2 separate regions of the Sus scrofa genome follow, and region 2 is linked to region 1. A link is a contact called in public Hi-C data. All regions are on one chromosome and are shown on one strand. Each heading gives the region's core, a stretch centred on a gene start, on an enhancer-like site or on the middle of the called end of the contact. The rest is flanking DNA. Distances are from core to core; before and after follow the strand shown. Region 1 holds the start of ZNF408 (zinc finger protein 408). Region 2 holds the start of AMBRA1 (activating molecule in BECN1-regulated autophagy protein 1).

Region 1 (2,700 bases), core at 15-2,514:
ATCCTGGAGGATTAAAATAAAGAGCCATTCCTTTATTTTACATGCCATCTGACCAGCTAAGTGACAAAGCTGAGATTTGATCCCAGGGGCTTTTTAATTCCCAAAACCTTTGTTCTTGACTTTTGTAACTGCTAACACTCTACTAATTCAGCTTTTAACAATTTTTTGCACCTCTTAATTACTGCAAGGAAGGAGAAAAGACAGTCCTGGACAGAAGGGGGCCAAACCATCTCCTATCCCTTTAAATACTCTGCATCTTCTAACAAGAAATGTCTGAACTAAATTTTCAATCATGGAAGGGAGATGCCCGATCCCTTAATACCTCTTTTTGCTCTCTTTCCGCTGCATCACCCTTCTGCTTAGAGACAGACTCCTCTTCCAGTGGTCCCCAGAGCAGTCCCGGCTGCAAGGGTTCCCCGACACACCAGACCCCCAAGCGCTGTTCCTCGGTCAGTGAGGGACCTAGGGCCAAGCCCCGGGGGAGGCTCTTTAGAGCGAGGATGGCTCGGGTCGGTCTGGCTGGGAAATCTTTGGGTCCCTGTGCACAGCCTTCTCCGGAAGGGCTCCATCCTGAGTCCGGGTCCAGGCGTGGGCCGGGGACTGCAGCGAGAGAGGAAGACAGTGAAGAAGTGAGGAAGCCGCCCAAGAGGTAGTGGGGTGGGGAAAGATGAGGGAGAAAACCCTAGGTCCAGCTAGGCCTCAAGAGTCTGAGAGATATATAAAGACTCTAAGGGGCCCCGAAAAGACCTGAGGGACTTCGAGGGCTCTTAAAAGAAGCCCCCGAGATTTTGAGGGCACCGGAGGAGGATGCCAGGCTCGGGAGGAAAAGGGTCGGGGGATAAGAGTTGACCAGAGAACGTCAGGAATATCTGAGCCGAGGGTCGGAGACACCGCAGGCCGCTCACCGAACTGCAGTCTTCCCTTCGCCGAGAGAAGCTCCTCCGCCTCCTCCATCCCGGATCGAAAAGCCTCCCTCCGCCGGAAGTGAGTGTCACCTTCTAGGCTCCTCCCGGAAACAGTCATTGACACCCAAATTTCCTCTCGGGAACGAATCGTAAGAGTCAGCCTTAACTGGTGCACAAGACCAGGAGTTTGGGAATTCTGGTGAGGCGAATCTCTGTCCGAGAAGAATACGAGCTAAGGATTCCGGAGGTCCACCAGAGATTCGAGTACCCGGAACATCGGAACTAACTGTTCCAGGGCCTCCTTTTGGGAGGGACGAATCGGACGGTTCTACTCCACCGCAGCCAAGGAGGCACGTGAGCAGCACGTACAGGAAGTGGGCGGGGATCCTGGAAAGGCCATGTTTGGACCGGGCAGCGGGTCGGAAGTGGGTTGGAGGTGTGGCGGAAGTGGTTGGGAGTGAAGAGACAGGGAGGGGGCGGTTCCCGTTCCACCTCGGAGCCGGATGTTTGCCGATCTTTGACAGGCGTGGCAGAGGGAGCGGTACCCGACCACGGTGAGCTGCGGGGTGCAAGTTCTGCCTGGGAGGTTGGGGGCGGGGCGGGAAGGAAAAGGACTGGCCAGGTCATTTGAAGGGATGGGGTCCGGATGGGGAGCATCCAAGCGGATCCGAGGAAGGGAGCAGGGGTGGAATGGGGCCTGGGAACCTGGCCTTCCCGCTGCCGGGATTCTGCCCCACTCGCGGGTCTGCAGCGAGAGGACTTTGCTTCTTTTGCTGGCTTCTTCCTGGCCTCTCGCTCGCTGTCATCGAGTAAACTCATGGGAAGGGGAAGTCTCCCTCGTCCGATCTGGGGAAGTGCTAAAACAAGAAATTCGGGCGAAGTGTTCCACCTTGCTACTTATTAGGCCACGCTTTCATGTCTCTTTCTTAACCTGTGAGACAGGATTGTAGCACCCAATCCGGTTTTTGTGAACCATGAGGCTTTATGCAAACGTGATTGTAGTTGAAAGGCTTGCTTTGTATTGTGGGGTTTGCATTTTTGCAATTCTGGAGCCCTAACTAGGAGGCCTATCACAATTCCAGAGAATATGATTTCAAGTTATTTCAGTTCTCCTTGGAGGAGTTTAGAGAAGCTTTACTTTGCCCTTTTGTAGAACTTTGAGAATCATATGAATGACAGTCACTTAAGAGAAGTATTGAAGGATTGACCTGCACAAAGAGACCACCTTAGATAGACATGGATTAAAATCTTGACTTTACTGTATGACTCTTATTTTTTCTGGTCTTCACATTTCTGGAACTGTACTTCTCTGGTGCTGATGTGAAAAGATAATTTGTATCCAGTTCATCGTGGTTGCTTCCCTTTTCCTCTTAGGATACAAATTGATTCCTTCAGTAATTCAGCAAATGACTGAGCATCTACTCTGTGCCAGATGTAATTTTGAGTAGGTCAAGGCTGTTTGTTTGTTTTTAATGGTCACACCCGCAGCACATGGAAGTTCCATGGGCCAGGGATTGAATCCCAGCAGTAGCTGACCTGTGCTGTGGCAACACCAGATCCTTGAACCAACTGCTCCCACCCGGGATAGAACTTCACAGCGATCCAAACCCCTGCAGTGAGGTTCTTAACCCACTGCGCCACAGTGGGAACTCCAGGTCAGGGATTCTTAAACAGTGATTCTAAGAGGGTCTGTGAACCCCTTAAAATTTCATGCAAGATTTCATGAGTATGCTGATTTTTGGGGAATGAGTCCAGACAGTTCATCAGAATTCCAGAGAACTCCAGGACTTCCCAA
Region 2 (2,811 bases), core at 106-2,605, 100 kb after region 1:
AGGGACAGTGGATTCTTTTTTTTTTTTCCGTCTTTTCTAGGGCCACACCCACAGCATATGGAGGTTTCCAGGCTAGGGGTCCAGTTGGAGCTGTAGCCGCCAGCCTACACCACAGCCACAGCAATGTAGGATCCGAGCCACATCTGCGACCTCTACCACAGCTCACGGCAATGCCGGACCCTTAACCCACTGTGTGAGGCCAGGGATCGAACTCACAACCTCATGGTTCCTAGTTGGATTTGTTAACAACTGAGCCATGGTGGGAACTCCGACAGTGGATTTTTAATCTGCTGCACCATAAGGGAAATCACAGGATTTTTTTTTTTTTAAGGGTCGAACTAGTGGCATAGAGAAGTTCCCAGGCTAGGAGCTGAATTGGAGTTGCAGCTGCCAGCCTACACCACAGCCACAGCATTGCCAGATTCGAGCCTCATCTGCAGCCTACACCACAGCTCATGGCAATGCCAGATCCTTAACCCACTGAGCAAGGCCAGGGATCGAACCCACATCCTCATAGATACTAGCTGTGTTTGTTACCACTGAGCCACAAATGGGAACTCCTTGTTTTTGTTTTACATCTTTCTCTCCCAGTCTCCTCTCTCCTTAAGAGGTAAGGTAAACTATTATAGTTGGTAATCCATATGTAGTGATCTATATGATTTATTAAATTGTGCCTGGGATGAAGATTTCAATCCATATTTGTGCTGACCATATGTTACTGTCTACTAAGAGACTTTGGAAAGTTTTCATGATGATAAAAATGTCAACACACTTTATTAGTTTCGGAATCCAAAGAGACTTTCAGTTATTGTGTAAGAAGCACACCTGTGGTCCTAGGTCTTTGGAATATAATAAAAAAGCAATATATATTTTTTTCTGGCCTTAAGTTCAAACTTAACACTGAATTTTCCCAGCTTCTCTCTGCTGTGCTTATGGCCGTTAAATTGGAGCGTCAAGAGAGACTATTCATTTCGTTCCTCAGCCTGGATTCTCTCATTCTCTCTATGCCTCTATTATATCTATCTAATTCATCTCACTGTTCCATGAGGAAACTAAGGTCAAATTTGCTGAGTTGGGATAAATAGTGTAGGTGGTCCATAACATAGTTAGATAGCAAGTGTTATTATACTCTGACTTAATCGTCAACACGCTCAAGAAAAACTCCGGTTCTCTAAACAATTTAGCCGGCAGCCGAGACAGAAAATGGCAGAAGCCCAGACTACTTTACTCCATTGTTTATGATCTGGGTTTGTTTGTTTATGCCTTGGACATAAGCCGGACCTTGAGTGGGAGCAAGCTGTTTTTCGGCGCTCGACTCGAGTTCCTTGAACGATTGCTTGGGCGCTCCTCCTTTGATGTCTGGGGCGTTCGTGTATTCGGTGATCTTTTGCGCCGTCTTCTTGCTTGATGTCTCCCGAGCGGCGGCGTCGCCGGGTCCAGGGCTGACTTATCCGCAAGGCCCCGCGCTCAGACTGCTTTCTCCCGCTGGTCGGTAGAGCGGACCCCTTGCTTCCTTCCAGCTGCTTCTTCTATCTGTGGTTCAGTCCATCCGCTGGGCTGCAGACCGAGCCCCCGCCGGCCTTGCAGGTAGGCCCGGGAGGAGCCTGGGAGGCCCAGCCCGGCATCCTACCGCCGCCGGGTTGAGAAGACCTTGGCGCCGGCGGGTGGGAGGGTGGGTCGGCCGCGGAGACACGGCCAGAGGAGGAGCTACCCGGCCGCGTTCGGGGGCGCGGTCGGAGAGGCGACAGGGAACCGAGGAAGAAGCCGGAAGGACGGAGAGATGCTTGGGCTGCCCGGTGTGGTTCGGTAGGAGGGCATGTTGGGTCTGGGGCGAGTGTTGGCACCCCCAGTGTATGGGGAAATTGCTTTCCAGGAACGGATAGAGCTTTACGCGCTTTGACCCTCCTTCTTTTCTTTCCTTTCACCCCCCAAAGGCTTCGGGTGTCATGACTCAGTTGCACTGGGGACACCCTCTGAGTCTGAGTCCCCTTTGAAGGGACCCTTGAATAGGTGGAGGTTTGTGGAACAGGGCCCTATGGCTCCTCTGAGCGAAGTGTCATATTCTTGACTTTTTTGGGTAGGGAAACTGAGGCTAAGCTGGGACGTGACTTTTTCTCATATCCCTGACAGATCTTTAAATGCACCATAAGTCATTTTTGGTCGTTTACCAGTTTACTCCCCCCCACCCCCTCTTTACCAGTCATTTTATGCACATAGTGATTTGTCGTTGGCTTGTCGTGATCGCTTCTTCCTAGGAATATAGATTTTGTCACCGGAGACTTAAGAAGTAAAGGGACCACGCGATCTTTTGTCTGGCTTTGCTTTTCAAAGTCTGTATCATTTTAGCGAGACAGTTACTTTGTTTTCTTGATAGGAAATTTTGTTTGCTGTTTGATTTGCTTTCCAGTTGATACTTTTTTCTCCTCTTTCCCTTCAGCCTGTTTTTCGGTGGAAGTCTTTAACCTATGGTGTTAGGTAGTTAATGTCCTACAGAGGATGGTCAATGTTTTGAAGTCAGATATTTGTCTTGAGAGACTGCTTTCTAGGAAGAATCCAAATGAAACTCAAGGAGTCTCTTTTGGACCAGTTTTGTTGTATTCGATTAGTGGCTTAGTTACTAGAGTGAAAAAGCTTCGTGTAGAAATCATTCAGATATTTAAACTGAAAGTTAGCACTCTGGGAACTCCGTTATGTTTTCCTTCTCTCTCCCAGCTTGGAAACTTTGGGGACTAAATGTTCACAGTCATTTTATTTTCATTGGATTCGGTGTTGTGATTCTAATTTGTGTAATTTGTTTGTTAAAAAAAAATC

What was found. Hi-C and Micro-C count contacts between places; a contact is called where the count stands out from the background.
Region 2: a Hi-C map of liver shows a contact between it and region 1, with 5 times the contacts expected there. The contact joins the promoter of AMBRA1 here to the promoter of ZNF408 in region 1. A contact is called at or near these places in 2 of 5 promoter capture datasets (fetal liver and liver), 6 of 47 Hi-C or Micro-C datasets (fetal heart ventricle, heart right ventricle, liver and 2 more) and 2 of 2 datasets of contacts at active chromatin or transcription factors (alveolar macrophages and skeletal muscle).

Annotation. Positions count from the first base shown.
Region 1 is chr2:15,833,285-15,835,984 of Sscrofa11.1, forward strand. ZNF408 (zinc finger protein 408) reads right to left here and starts at 1,265. Exons shown (of 5, transcript XM_003122824.6): 1 at 906-1,265; 2 at 323-600. The coding sequence starts at 1,023. ARHGAP1 (rho GTPase-activating protein 1) reads left to right here and starts at 1,001. Exons shown (of 13, transcript XM_003122825.5): 1 at 1,001-1,459.
Region 2 is chr2:15,933,999-15,936,809 of Sscrofa11.1, forward strand. It overlaps AMBRA1 (activating molecule in BECN1-regulated autophagy protein 1), which reads left to right and starts at 1,356. Exons shown (of 17, transcript XM_021085245.1): 1 at 1,356-1,587.